Linked DNA regions of Mus musculus: region 1 is linked to region 2. The links are chromatin contacts, called in public HiChIP or PLAC-seq maps. All regions are on one chromosome and are shown on one strand. Each heading gives the region's core, a stretch centred on a gene start, on an enhancer-like site or on the middle of the called end of the contact. The rest is flanking DNA. Distances are from core to core; before and after follow the strand shown.

The links. HiChIP or PLAC-seq counts read pairs in DNA pulled down with a chosen protein or histone mark.
Region 1: a contact with region 2 is called in an HNF4G HiChIP or PLAC-seq map of pancreatic cancer cells. The contact joins two enhancer-like sites. A contact is called at or near these places in 3 of 39 promoter capture datasets (hippocampal neurons, liver and pre-B cells) and 2 of 115 datasets of contacts at active chromatin or transcription factors (embryonic stem cells and pancreatic cancer cells).

The regions. Positions count from the first base shown.
Region 1 is chr7:98,155,085-98,161,865 of GRCm38.p6, reverse strand. All of the region lies in intron 2 of Capn5 (calpain 5), which reads left to right. Among named protein-coding and RNA genes, the nearest start is that of Omp, 13 kb to the right of the region's middle. Within about 2 kb of position 4,030, at least 92 of the 459 cell types and tissues checked have an H3K27ac peak or open chromatin away from gene starts, as enhancers often do. A contact at or near this core is called in pancreatic cancer cells, where this site is marked.
Region 2 is chr7:97,434,124-97,440,533 of GRCm38.p6, reverse strand. It overlaps a transcript of Kctd14 not described here. Among named protein-coding and RNA genes, the nearest start is that of Kctd14, 14 kb to the left of the region's middle. Within about 2 kb of position 1,268, at least 22 of the 459 cell types and tissues checked have an H3K27ac peak or open chromatin away from gene starts, as enhancers often do. A contact at or near this core is called in pancreatic cancer cells, where this site is marked.

The DNA.
Region 1 (6,781 bases), core at 2,781-5,280, 720 kb before region 2:
CAGCCATCTGTCTGCCTGGACAGACCTCTAAGGCATGGAACCCTCATGGACCGTGGGCACTGCAGACCTCCTCCACTTTCCTTCCTGCGGTCATTTGAGATGTGTGTGCCGTGCTGTGAGTGAGTCTGTGTGCAAGTTTACTTTGCTGATTTTAAAAAGTCACACTTCCTGTATGAGTGGAAGCACATACTCTTGGGACGGGACAGCAGAGGACCAATGTCCAGCCTGTACCCTCAGTGTAGGTGGCCTTTCCAACTCCCAGCCTGCTCTAGAGTCCAAGAACTGCACGCTAAGCAGACATAGCTGTCTGACACGGCTTGGTTCTCAGTCCTGTGTGTGAGATGGGCAGAGGAGGTCTGTAGTGTGGGGTTCCTGGAGCCCGAGGGAATGCCAGGGCCCTAGAGGACACTGGCCCCGACCCATTCCAGACATCACTTCTATGCTGGTGATGGGGCAGGGGAAGCCACTGACAGGGGCCCTGCCCTATTCTCAGAGAAGGCACCTCTGGCTGCAGGGTGAGGCCAGTGGGGACAGTGTAACCACATAGAGGCTTGGGTATCAGGCTCCCTCTGGCAGTGACAAAGCAGATGGGACCTGGGCACATGAGGGAAGCACACCCACTTCTAAACCTGGCTTGTTAGTTCTGAGGGCTCTCGAGCCATGCAAACTTCTGCTTTCAGCGCAAACAGCGGTCGGATTTGTACTGCCCAGTCTCTCTGGTCCTTGGACATTTGGAGAAAAATGAAATTCCACTTCTTCCCAACAGCAGACCCTGGGCATTACCTGTCAGGGAAGGAAACTGAGGCTGAGAGAAGGGACCACACATCCAGGAGTCGGGCTCCTAGCCCCTCCCTGACTCCAGGGAGAGGGCCCTGGCTTCTTTGGCCTCAGATCTTGGGGCTTTGAGAGCCTCTGACCCTGGCTTCCTTCTCTGACCTAGTAACAGGACTTTGGCTCTACTCTCCCAAGCCCTACTGCGGTCTGCTTCATCAAGGTGTGGGGAACGAGCAGGCTCTAAAGGGCCTTTGTGAGATCCTGGTTCCCAGGAGGGAGGGTGGACACCTGAGCCTCCTCCTGCTGCCCACCCTACCCCACCCCGCCAGCACACACTGACCTTGCCCTGACCTCTTCCTAAGACTGTGGGCTGCAGTGTGGAATGGGCTTCATGAAGCCCCAGACTGAGTAGGGAAGGCTGGCGACTTGTCGCACCCCTGCGGTGTGACCCAGTGGAGTAGTGGAGTCACTGCCCTCTCAGAGCCCTTTCCCCTGTGCTCAGGAACGTTCCCTCCTCCTTCATCCTCTCTCCTTGGCTTCTGGCCAGCTGCCTTTCTAGCTGCAGCTGAAGAGGAAGGGCGAGCTGCCCACCTTGGCTAGGTCACAGCAACATGTGGTTGGCATAGATGGGGACATCAGAGTGGGGTCCTTAGGACAGTAGTCAGGCTTCAGTCATGGTCAGGAGGCAGGCTAGACCTGAGCCCACTGGGCAGAGAAGATCCCACGGGAGTGATGTGATGTGTGTGTGTGGAGGGGGCAGGGTCTACAGGGGAGGAAGCAGGGCAGCCTGGGTCAGGAGTAGGTTATCCAGCCCCTGACCATTGGATGCCCAGCCAGCTTCCTGGCCTCTGGCCAACGGTAATATAGGCCCAAGGCAGCTGTGCTTCTGATGAGTCCTATTTCCTGGGTTCTTGGGCCTGACAGACTGTTTGTAAGCAGAGCAAAAAGCCATTTTCTCTACAGCTCATTCTGGTTCCACTTTGCAGAAACCTCTCTTGGTCATTATGACGACCTCTCTGTTCTTAGAGATTCTTCTTAAATAACATCTGAGGCCCCAAGCTACTCACTGTCCCTCTCTCTTATCCTCCCTGCCTGCAGCTTCCTAGACCCCAGGCACCAAGCCTTCCTGTTCCCAGTTTCTCAGTCCCTCCAGCCTTCCTGCCTCTCTGCCTCACCCTTCCCCTTGCTCCCAAACCCCTCAGCTTCTTAGCGCCCCGAGTTTCCTGCCTCTGAGTGCCAGCCTTCCTCTCTCTCACCCTCCCCGGCTATCAGTCAGCCTCCATTCCTCATTGACTTCTTTTCTCCCCAGACGTTATGAAGAGCCTGCTTTGTAAGTCACTCAGGTTTGGCTCCAGCCTGAGGAGGCTTTCTTGAAGTGACATGTAGTCCTGAACAAAGTGTCCCCTTCTCTGGGCCACAGTTGCTCATCTTTAAGTGGGGGAGAATAATTCGTGTAGAGAAAGGTTTCTGGAAGTTGAGATACTGGAGGAGTCGGACACCCGGAAGCAGCAACAATCTACCACAACAAGCTACTGGCATCTTTCTTGCCAGCTCCATGATGGGGAGCCAGCCAGAGCTGGCCTGGTATCCTGTCGTTCACTCTGCAGGGGTGTCAGGTCTCACTCTCTTTTTGTATCCATCTTACTTCCTTCTTTCCTGTACAGGGAATATCTGCCGCCTCCCTCACTGCTGGTTAGAGGAGGCGATGTGGGTGGGGACCTCTGGGGAGCTAGGGATGTGGGCAGAAACCTCTTCTGGTTCTCAGGCTAGGGCAATCGCTGTCTAGCCCCCCCTCTTACCCCGCGCTTTCTGTCTTCCCTATGTCTGGACATCAGCTTGGGCTCTCTGGATAGAATGCATCAGGGTAGGTGGGAACCCTATGAGCATTTGTCAGTTGTGCAACTCCTAGCTTTCCTTGAGGAAGCCTGGTGCCCCACTAGGCAGCCATCTAAGGGATTTATGCTCATTTGGGAAAAGCTGCTACTCTCGAGTGCTGGCCATTTGTCCTGCTGAAGGAAGGCTTCTGCTCTGCCTAAAACTGACACTCTTGGGTGGTCCCTGTCTGCATAGAGCACCAGGGAAGGTCCTGGCATTAGAGGGGACAGAGGAGACAAGGGATGGATTCCTGAAGAAGGAGATGAGGGAGGGAGGCGGGGCAATTGCAGAGGAGACACCAGTTTCTTGATTTTTCTGTTATGTCCCAGGCAAAGTTCCTGCAGTGGCCTTTCCCTCTGCGGTCGTAGGTTCAGGAGTGGGCAGAGGGAAAGAAGGTGGTGTGCCCCACAGGTGCAGCTGTGTGCACAGCAGCACAGCTCTTACGACCCTCACCTTCCTGGTTGTGTTCCTGGCTCTGTACCAGCTGAAAACCTGAATTTCTTGTCGAGCCAGGAGGGGCGTGGCTCAGGCCCGGTCAGATCTGGACCAGCTGGTCTAACCAGCTGAGGTGACTGCAGGTTCAGAAGAAGCCAGTGACCTGGAGATGTGTTGGTCAGAGGAGCAGCGGTACCCCAGCCGTGTGTGTGTGTGTGTGTGTGTGTGTGTGTGTGTGTGTGTGTGTGTGTGTGTGTGTTTCAGTGCAGGGCTCACAGCAGGCCCTGTACAGTCTGGTCTAGGGCACTTTGTCATTCCTCCATGTTCTATTGGTAGCTTCTGTCTCCAACTTGCTTCCCTGTGCCAAATACCTCCCTCCCCAGGGAGCTCACTGGCAGGTAGAGGACTGTCTTAGTTGGGGCTTTACTGCTGTGAACAGACGCCATGACAAGGCAACTCTTATAAGGACAATGTTTAATTGGGGCTGACTTACAGGTTCAGGGGTGCAGTCCATTATCATCCATGGCAGCAGAAGGAGCTGAGAGTTCTACATCTTCATCTGAAGGCTGCTAGTGGAAGACTGGCTTCCAGGCAGCTAGGAGGAGGGTCTTGAAGCCCACACCCACGGTGACACACCTACTCCCACAGGGCCACACCTTCTAATAGTGCCACTCCCTGTGCCAAGCATACACAAACCATCACTAGGACCTACAGGCAGAGTAGGTGCCCAGTGTCTCAGGTCCAGCTTATATTTACCAAACAATCAGAACCAGGAAGAAGGAGCTGACCAAAAGAAATAGATTCATTTACAGATTTGGCCTTGCTCGCCCTGCAGAGTTACACTTCATAGTAAGAAGAAACAAAAGCCAGGACATCTGAATATGCAGATGAGTTGTCTGGCAGGAGACCTGAATATGCAGATGAGTCAGTTGTCTGACTGGTGAGACTAGGAGCTCTTTCCTGGGAGCTGCCTTATCTCTAGGGACTTTCTTCTGTAGCCAGAGGGATTTCCTGGAATAAAGAATGTTTCAGAGCCGCCATTAGAAAGCCGATGTGGGCAGGGCTGGAAGGTGCTTGGGTAGCCTGGCATCAAGGCAGGGTGTGTGTGCTCGTGTGCATGTGTGTATTTGTATATAAGTGTATGTGTGTGTGTATATAAGTGTAGGGTGTGTGTATGTGTGTGTGTGTGTGTATAAGTGTAGGGTGTGTGTATGTGTGTGTGTGTGTGTGTATATAAGTGTAGGGTGTGTGTATGTGTGTGTGTATATAAGTGTAGGGTGTGTGTATGTGTGTGTGTGTATAAGTGTAGGGTGTGTGTATGTGTGTGTGTATATAAGTGTAGGGTGTGTGTGGTGTATATATAAGTGTATAGGGCATTATATGTGTATAGGGGTGTGCATATATGTGTAGGGTGTGTGTATGTGTGTGTGTAGGATGTGTGTATAACTGTATGTGTGTATGGGTGTGTGGCGGGGAGGGCAGTTTTCCTTCTGGCTGTGGCTAGAGCCTGATTTCATCTTCAGGGCACTTGAGGGTCCTTGTCCCAAGCTCCTGCCCACTGCCTTCCCCACTTCAGCTCTGAAGATGCCACCTTCCTGACAGCCTCTCTGGTCTCATGGGTCTCATGCTGTCACAACTCCATTCTCCTGGAGGCTCAGGCCTTGCCTGCTCTTTCCAGCAGCCTGCCTGTAGTGGGGCCTGTCCCTAGCTCACTGTGGTCAGCCAGTGATTCAGGAAAGGTAAACTCTGGTCCTGAGAATCCTTGGCTTAGAGCGGTGGACAGGGCTTAGACATCTTGCCCTCCTTGGTCCTGTGGACACGCAAGGAAGGGTGATATTTCATCATTCCTAGGACCCAGCACACCTAGACAGAGGCCGTAGAGCAGACCGCCACATTTGAATCTTGGTTCATCCTGCTCTGTGGCCCTGCACAAGTGGCCTTGTTCCTCTGTCCCTTGTTGTCCTTGTCTGTGACAGAGCTACCAGTAGAACCCTGTCCTCAGGCAGGGTCCTCCTGCCCCCGCAGGGATCAGTTCTTAGAGCTGTTTTTGTGATGTTTTCTCAGAGGTAACTCAAGGTAGCGGACAAATCCCAGGTGCCATCAAAGTCGGGATGTGTCCTAGGTTAGAGCTGACCACCCTGTGAGGCTTCAGATGCAAGCAGAGTGCTCAGTGTGGCATAGAAGCTGGATTCTGGAATCCCATCTCTCCCAGACTTCTTTCCAAGGCCGGGGTGGGCATGGCAGAAGGGTGTTCTGGGACCCAGAGCCAGGCTGGTACAGCTGTGTAGTGGCAGGGAGAGCCCAGGCTGGGAGCCCAGCCAACCTCCTCTGCCCTGTCTGCTCATTCAGTTGTGCCTGACCTTGGGCATCTCTGCCTCATCTGGAGCAGGGGTCCTGTCAGTCACGGGACACTGATTGGGAGGTCCTGAGGTAGACAAGTGCCTTGATGTCATCTCCCTCTGTAGCCCTAGAGACAGCGGGTGCCCTGGCTGTGAAGCCCCTCCCCCATCCTTCCTTCTTTTGCGGGGGGGGGGGGGGGGGAAGGGTGGGGGAGTGAGGCACTGCAGAGACACCCCTCTCTCAGGCTGAAAAGCCAAGCGGGTGCAGTTGGCTGGAAGATAAGATTAGGAGGAAGCAGGGCTGCTGGAGCTCAGCTTCCGGCCTGAGCTTCCTGAGAGTGGCCATGGGGACAAGAAGCAGGCTCCCTGACTGGGTTTCTTCTGATCAAAGATAGCAGGACACAGACCAGTGCCTTGGAGGATCCACCATGCAGCTTGCCCTGGCTCCCCAGCTAGAAGTCTTCTCAGCTACTGTCCTTGGGGGAATTGCTCATCCTGGCCCTGTCATTCTGGTTTTTTGTTTTCTGGGCAGATGTGTCCCAAACACCATATCGAGATTACAGCATCCCACTTTTTTCCCCCTGCAGAGTCCCGCACCTCCTTCTGTGGAGGCCACACATAGCCCTGTAGGACCAGCATTTAAGGACTTGGTACAGAGAGGATGAGCAATGGCCTGTTTTTGCACATCTTCAGCAAGGGCATGCAGGCAGGAATTGAGTTCTGCCTTCTAGGATCTCCTGCCCTCTGCTGGCTGCCTGCGTGTGACAGCAGAGCCCAGAAACAAACGTAGTGACTCCCAAACGGGCTTCTAGCTCCCATTATGTGCTGGAGACATTGGGGTGTGGCTTTTCCTGGGGGGTGAGAGAGAGGGGGGACTGACAGATCAAGGAAAGGGCCCTGCCTTAGGCCACCCTAGGGGAACCAGTGAGTTTATGGGCTGCTCACAGGACCACTCAGGCCTTTGCCACTAGGAAGTAAACTGCTTTGTAGTGGTGGAGAGGGTCTCAGGGTGGGAGGAGAGAGGGGCTCCCAGTGTGGTGCTTCGCAGCTGTACCTGGTCCTTGCACCACGAGGGGCTGGTTTCCCATCCTCCACCCTGCAAATGCAGGAGCACAGAGGTGTTCAGACGTGTGTCCAAATCTCTGAGACATAAAGGAAAGTGTAATATAATGACATCTTTTTACAGAGGTTGGCAGGTTCTCTGAAGGTCTGCCGCATCCGGTTCAGGAAAACGCAAATTGATCTGGGGCTCATCAGTTAAGAGAATATTAAAAATCAGAGTAAAACAAACAAACAAACAAACATCAGTTAAGAGAATATTAAAAATCAAGAGTAAAACAAACAAACAAACAAACAAA
Region 2 (6,410 bases), core at 19-2,518:
AGTAGTTTAGCTACTTTTCTCTGGCTGTGACAAGACACTGTGACTAAGTCAAGTTACAGAAGAGTTTATTGGAGGCTTCCAGTCCAAGCCACTGGAGTCTAAGACCGTCGTGGCAGGAAGCAGGCAGCAGGCAGGCATGGCACTGGGGCAGGAAGGAGCTGAGGGCTTACGATTGGATCTCCAAGCACAAGGCAGAGAAGACTGAGGACTGCGTGCGTCTTCTGAACCCTCAAGGTCCACAACCTTTTCCAACAAGGCCACACCCTTCCAATCCTTCCTGAACGGTTCCACCAACTGGGGACCGAGTATTGAAGTCTTAGCCTATGCCATCTGCTCTCATCACACTACCACACTAAGTGAGAAATGGCAAAGAAAAGGAAGAAATATTTATTAAGTGTCTGCTCACAGCGAGCCTTTACAGCACTTATCCTATTAGCTCCTTGCTGTTATCCCATACGCTGTCATTGTGGTGGTTTGAATGAGATTGTTCCCCCATAGACTCATATATTTGAATATTTGGTCCCTAGTTGGTACAACTGTTTGGGGAAGATTGACCTTGTTGGAATGCGTGTGGAGTTCTTGGAGAGGTGTGTCACGGGGGGGGGGGTGTTAATATTTCAAAAGCCCACACCAGGTCCAGACTCTCCATATGTAGCCTGCTGATGAGGATATAAAGCCCTTAGCTATTGTTCTAGTGCCATGTCTGTCTGCTTCCCACCATGTTGAAAATGGACTAACCCTCTAAAACTGGAAACAATCCCCTAATTACATGCTTTCTTTTATAAGAATTGCCATGGTCATAGTATCTCTTCACAGCAATAGAATGGTAACAAAGATAGTCATTAGCTCATTTTATTGACAAGAAAACTGAAGCCAAGCAGAGCAGTGGTGGCACATGCCTTTAATCCCAGCACTTGGGATGCAGAGGCAGGCAGATTTCTGAGTTCGAGGCCAGCCTGGTCTGCAGAGTGAGTTCTGGGACAGCCAGGGCTACACAGAGAAACCCTGTCTGGAAACAAAACAAACGAAAGAAAGAAAGAAAGAAAGAAAGAAAGAAAGAAAGAAAGAAAGAGAGAGAGAGAGAGAGAGAGAGAGAGAGAGAGAGAGAGAGAGAGAAAGAAAGAAAGAAAGAGAGAAAGAGAAAAGAAGAAAAAAGAAAACTGAAGCCAGAGAGGAAATGGGATTTCCCAAAGACACACAGCCCTAAGCTGGACTTGAAATACTGGTCCCTCTATTGCCACAAACATTTCTGTTCCTTCTTCTGTCTTCACTCAAGGTTTGACCACAGTATCACAGGAGGGGTCTGGTCAGTGGAAATCATATGAGTCATTCTTGGACAAATAGAAACTTGGAGAGCAAATAGTATCTACTATGGATACTCCCCTGTAGCCAGCCACTCCCAGACCATCTCAAGCACACACTCTCCAGCCCAGCTAGAACATCTCTCCCCAGTTTTCTCTCAGACTTTAGGCCCAACTCCACCTGTTCTGTGGCCTGTGGAGGCTCAGCTCTCTTAGCAGTGCTGCTCTATGAACAACCTAATTGCCAAGTTCCCAGGGGCCGGACCTAAAGCCCAGGTACTGTACATGATGCTTCTGAGATCCCAAGTCAACATGCAAGCCAGCTTACACAGTTCTGGAGGAGGGGGGGGGAGGAGGAAAAGGAGGAGGAGGAGGAGGAGGAGGAGGAGGAGAAGGAGAGAGAGAGAGACAGAGACAGAGAGAGCGCTCTGCTAAATCTTTGGACATCTGCATCAGCCCAAGCTGGTGCCTAAAGGTCTTTTCTCTCCTTCTCTGGCTCTGATAGGCCTTCCTGGCACATTCCTGTAGTCCTAGTACTTGAGAGATAGTGGCAGAAGGACTAGGAGCTCAAGGTCTTCCTTAGCTACTTAGTGAGTTCAAGGCCAGCTTGGGCTATATGAGACCCTGTCTTAAAAAAACAAACAAACAAACAAAAACAAAACAAAATCATTGCCTAGAGCTGGAGGGATGCTTCAGTGGGGAAAATGCTTGTCTTGAGGTATGAGGACCTAAGTTTGGATCCCCAGGACTCTTGTAAAGCTAGATGTGGTGGTGTGTATCTGTTGTTCTCACACTCCTGTAGAGAGACAGGAGGCAGAAACATGAGAATTCCCTAAATGCAAGCATGCTCAGCGGTGGACGGAGATTGATTCAAACAAGGCTGTCGTCTGACGTGGCACATGTATACCCACACTCATACACATGAAGAGAAACACATACATCACATACACACACAGATATAATACACAACAACAAAACCTTGCCTCGCCGATGAGCTTCTGGGATGCTGAGCAATGCTGGGTCATTGGTCGTAAGATAGGGTTTTACTGTGTGGTCCAGGCCGATCTCCGATTTGAAACCCTCCTAGCTAGGCCTCTCCACTGCTGGGATTAAGACAGGATTTCCAACAATCTCAGAAATGGTTCTAAACATACTTTTGCATATATGCAAAGTGGACTTCTGAGCACCAACAATTACAAAATCAGAACAGCAGTCAGATGAAAAATGTTGACAGTGTTCTGTGTCTTACAATATCACATTTTAATCACAAATTCTTTGCATAAAAACAAACAACTGAATTTATCTCATTGGCATGAAAATCTGCTTTTCTCTGTAATGAACAGTACAATTACATGCATGACAAATAATTACCTTGAAACACGTTTAGTTGGGCAGGCAAGATGGCTCCTAGGTAAAAGATGCTCACCCTCAAGACTCATGGCCTGAGCCTGATCCCAGGAGAACTGACTCCTCCACATGCATGCTATGGCACACAGGTCCACAAACACACAAGATAAATACATTCGAAAAATTAATTCTTTATGCTCATTAGTAATACATGTTTAACTTGTATACCTATTTTACATCCGTGTACACTCAGGATCATGTAAAAAATGTCTTGGACAGAAAGGGGTCACAAGAGAAAAAAGTTTAAGAAGCTCTGCTGTAAAAACTTGTCTGTGGTGGCTGGAGAAGATGACACATTGGGTAAGAGCACTGGCTGCTCTTCTAACGGACACAGGTTCGATTCCCAGCAACCATCTGGTAGCATACTGTTATAGTCCAGGTGGGAAAGTTACAGACCACCACAAATATAGGGCTGAATTAGAGTACCTCCTTAGCTGGCCACTGAGAACAGGCTCTCAGGCTCTCGTCCCCAGAGAACTCTTAGCCTTGAAGCTCAAGGTTATAGCTTTCTTAAAGGCAAAAAACCAGAGGAATGTTATTGTGGGGTTTAGGCCCGGGGAGCCTGTGGCAATCTTTCTGGTTATCTATCAGCAGATATTTGGTTATGCATCTGGGCATGGTCAGGTGTCTGGAAAGTCTCAAACATGTTACCAAGGCAGATGTGACTCTTCAGAGGGCTGAAAAGCTCTGAGCAGACCCAGGATGGCATCGGCGAGGTCAGGACAAGCTTGTTACCTTGTCCACCCATAGCCCCTCCTTCCCTTCTTTTTGTTACTTTCAGATCTTTGATCTTTATGAAGGAGTAGGTTCTAGGCTCTTAGGGTCATTAGTTTAACGGAGACTAGCTGTTGTTTTATAACAGTTAATTAAGTAGGACCCAATCATTAGACCTAGGAGGAAGCCATAAGAGGCTCTGAAGGTGTGAGTAAGGGGGTCAACCAAAGATTCCAAACAAACAAGCTATGGAAGCAGGGATGGCTGGCCTTTTTACTGTTTATGAGGGCCAACTTTTATATGCATAGTCAGATATAACTTTTTAAAGATATGAGGGGGGGTTGTTCGTTTGTTTTTTAAACCTATTATTTTTAGATACAGCAAAGTTAGTCGAATTTTGTGTGAGAGTCCAGTCCTGGGGAGCCACTGGGGTGAAGTTAGCTCTATATGAAGCACTGTGGCTAATATTATCAAGAATCCAAATGGAAGAAGGGATATGGTGACCCCCATCTCCAAATGTCCCCTCTAGAATCTCTTAAGCTGTTGCTGAGCACAAGTCTGCTGGCTTCAAGGTCTGTGACTGAAGCAGGGCTGAGAGCTGGGCCCGGGGGTCCTGCAAGGTGACTGGGAGAGCTGGTCTGGGTGGTCTTTCACAGGCCAGTTCCCTCCACCCAGGGAAGGGTCGGTTTCCTTACCTGTCATGATCCTTAACTTCATGACTAAAGGAGTGTCCAACGGTTCAGCCTGCTCTGCCGACCAGCCTTGTGGGAGAGCCTCTGTTTTATATTTTTAAAAACTCTTTTGGGAACTCTTTACAGAATCAGGTATTTACTTCTTGGCCCTGGAATGAGATTTTGTTAAGAGACTCAGAAGCCAGTTATAGGACGCAGCCACTCACACCAGCCTGCAGCTCCCCAACTGGTCTGGTGGCAGGAAACCTTTTGTACAAGGTTCCCTGGTCACATTATCCTCATATGTTGTCTCTGACACTGAGTGCAGAGTAATTGCTATCCCCCTCTGTGTTGTTTGAGACATTTAGAATGGGTTTGCAGACTCTGAGACACACACACATGCACACGTGCACACACACATATCACATAAAAAACAAGGAGTAATTTATCTTCCCTATAGATAAGGGTTTTTCTGACCTGGCCCACACAGCCAGAGGCAGGAGCAGCAGACCCTGGCAGGTCTTTCTTCCCCAAGGATCTTTATCCTGTAATGAAGCTAGCACACAATTTACTCTAACAGGATCTGGGTCCCATCCAAGGGAAAGGGTAGTACTTGAAGCATGGGCATTTCTTGCCATGCAAGTATAAAATTAACCCATTTCACTTGAGGATTTAATTTTCCATAACCGGTTTTTAAAATTAATTTTGGATATATTTCACATTAAAATGTAAGCTTACTCTAAGTCTGTTTTGAGTTACTTGTTTTAGGCTTAACTTCCACAACATATACAGGAGACTGTATATGGGAGGTATAAACTGTCTCTTCCTCTAATCTTGTCTCTGTAAGTGACTTGAAGCATTTGTACATAGCACGACACAAATTCTTTTATGTATACAATTCCAGATACATTAAAGGCATTTAATTATTTATAAGAGGAGTGATCATTAACTTTTATATCTTAGTTACCCATGCTTTACAATAAATTAGTGACTCTCATAAGATTACGATATTATAAACTAAGGTAATTTATCCATGTTAAGATTTTGAGCTTTAAATATACAATTTTTTAAAAGATTTATTTATTTATTTCATGTATGTGAGTACACTAATGCTGCCTTCAGACACACCAGAAGAGGGCATCAGATCCCATTACAGATGGTTGTGAGCCACCATGTGGTTGCTGGGAATTGAACTCAGGACCTCTGGAAGAGCAGTCAGTGCTCCTAACCACTGAGACATCTCTCCAGCCCTAAATATACAATTTTCTAATCGAAGCTCTTTTAGTATCAAAATAAACTTTAGATCACAAATACACTCCCTGGAGAAACCAGAAGTCTTATTCATGTGATCCTTCTGTAGTATACTTTCCGAAGATCTAAATGAACTTAATAGACATTTTTCTACTAAGAAGCTTAATTTATGACAAAAAAAAAAATATAGTTGCAGAGAGAACAGCTTAAGCCTGGCTTTTATAAGGAGGCATTTATAAGACTTTACCATAGTTAGTGTTATAATTTAGTTTCTCCAAACAGTTAAAGCTTAACGAAGTTAGTAAAGACATACTTTGAGACATACACTTCCAAGTTGGTTTTTGCTGTCACAAGTAGAGCATTATAACCTTAGGAAGTTATAGATGTCGGTCATTACCCGTGTCTCATCCTTAAGTCCCATTGTCTGTGGCCTCGTGTGATGCGCTCAGACATCCTGAGACAGTCTGAGGCTGTCGTGGTTTTGTCCTTAGGTTTCATTCTTAGGACAAAATTTCATTTCCTCATATGCAATCTATCCCTGTCCAAAATACAGTTAACCCCTTCACTGAAAGATCGAACCTCACACGTTACAGCCATTTTAAGCATGTTTCTCGTCCCTACATGCTGTTTCTTCTTATTTTATTTCCGTAAATGAGAGTCAAAGCCATGCACAGATGGCACATGCGTGGCAAATGAAGATAACCGTACACATACTTCCCTCAACTTGTTTTTACTGTAAGTTTTAAGAAAACATTTTCTCTGCTTGGAATTTTACAGCTTTTTAACCTCTCCCACCATGGTTTTACAGCTCCCAAGAGGGAAAAAAATCTACATTTCAGCAAGAGCATCAAAGACATGCATGACCCTGGAATAGGGAAACAATATTTGTTTGTTTGTTTGTTTGTTTGTTTGTTTTGTGAAGAAGAACCAAGAGAGGAAGAGGTACTCATAGCTAAAACATGTAATTACAGAGACATCTTTTATCTCCTGGCTGTTCTTAAGTGCACAAAGCCCCCCCCCCTCCCCACCACCATGGGCTTTTCTTTCCCCTATCACAGAGTGAGAG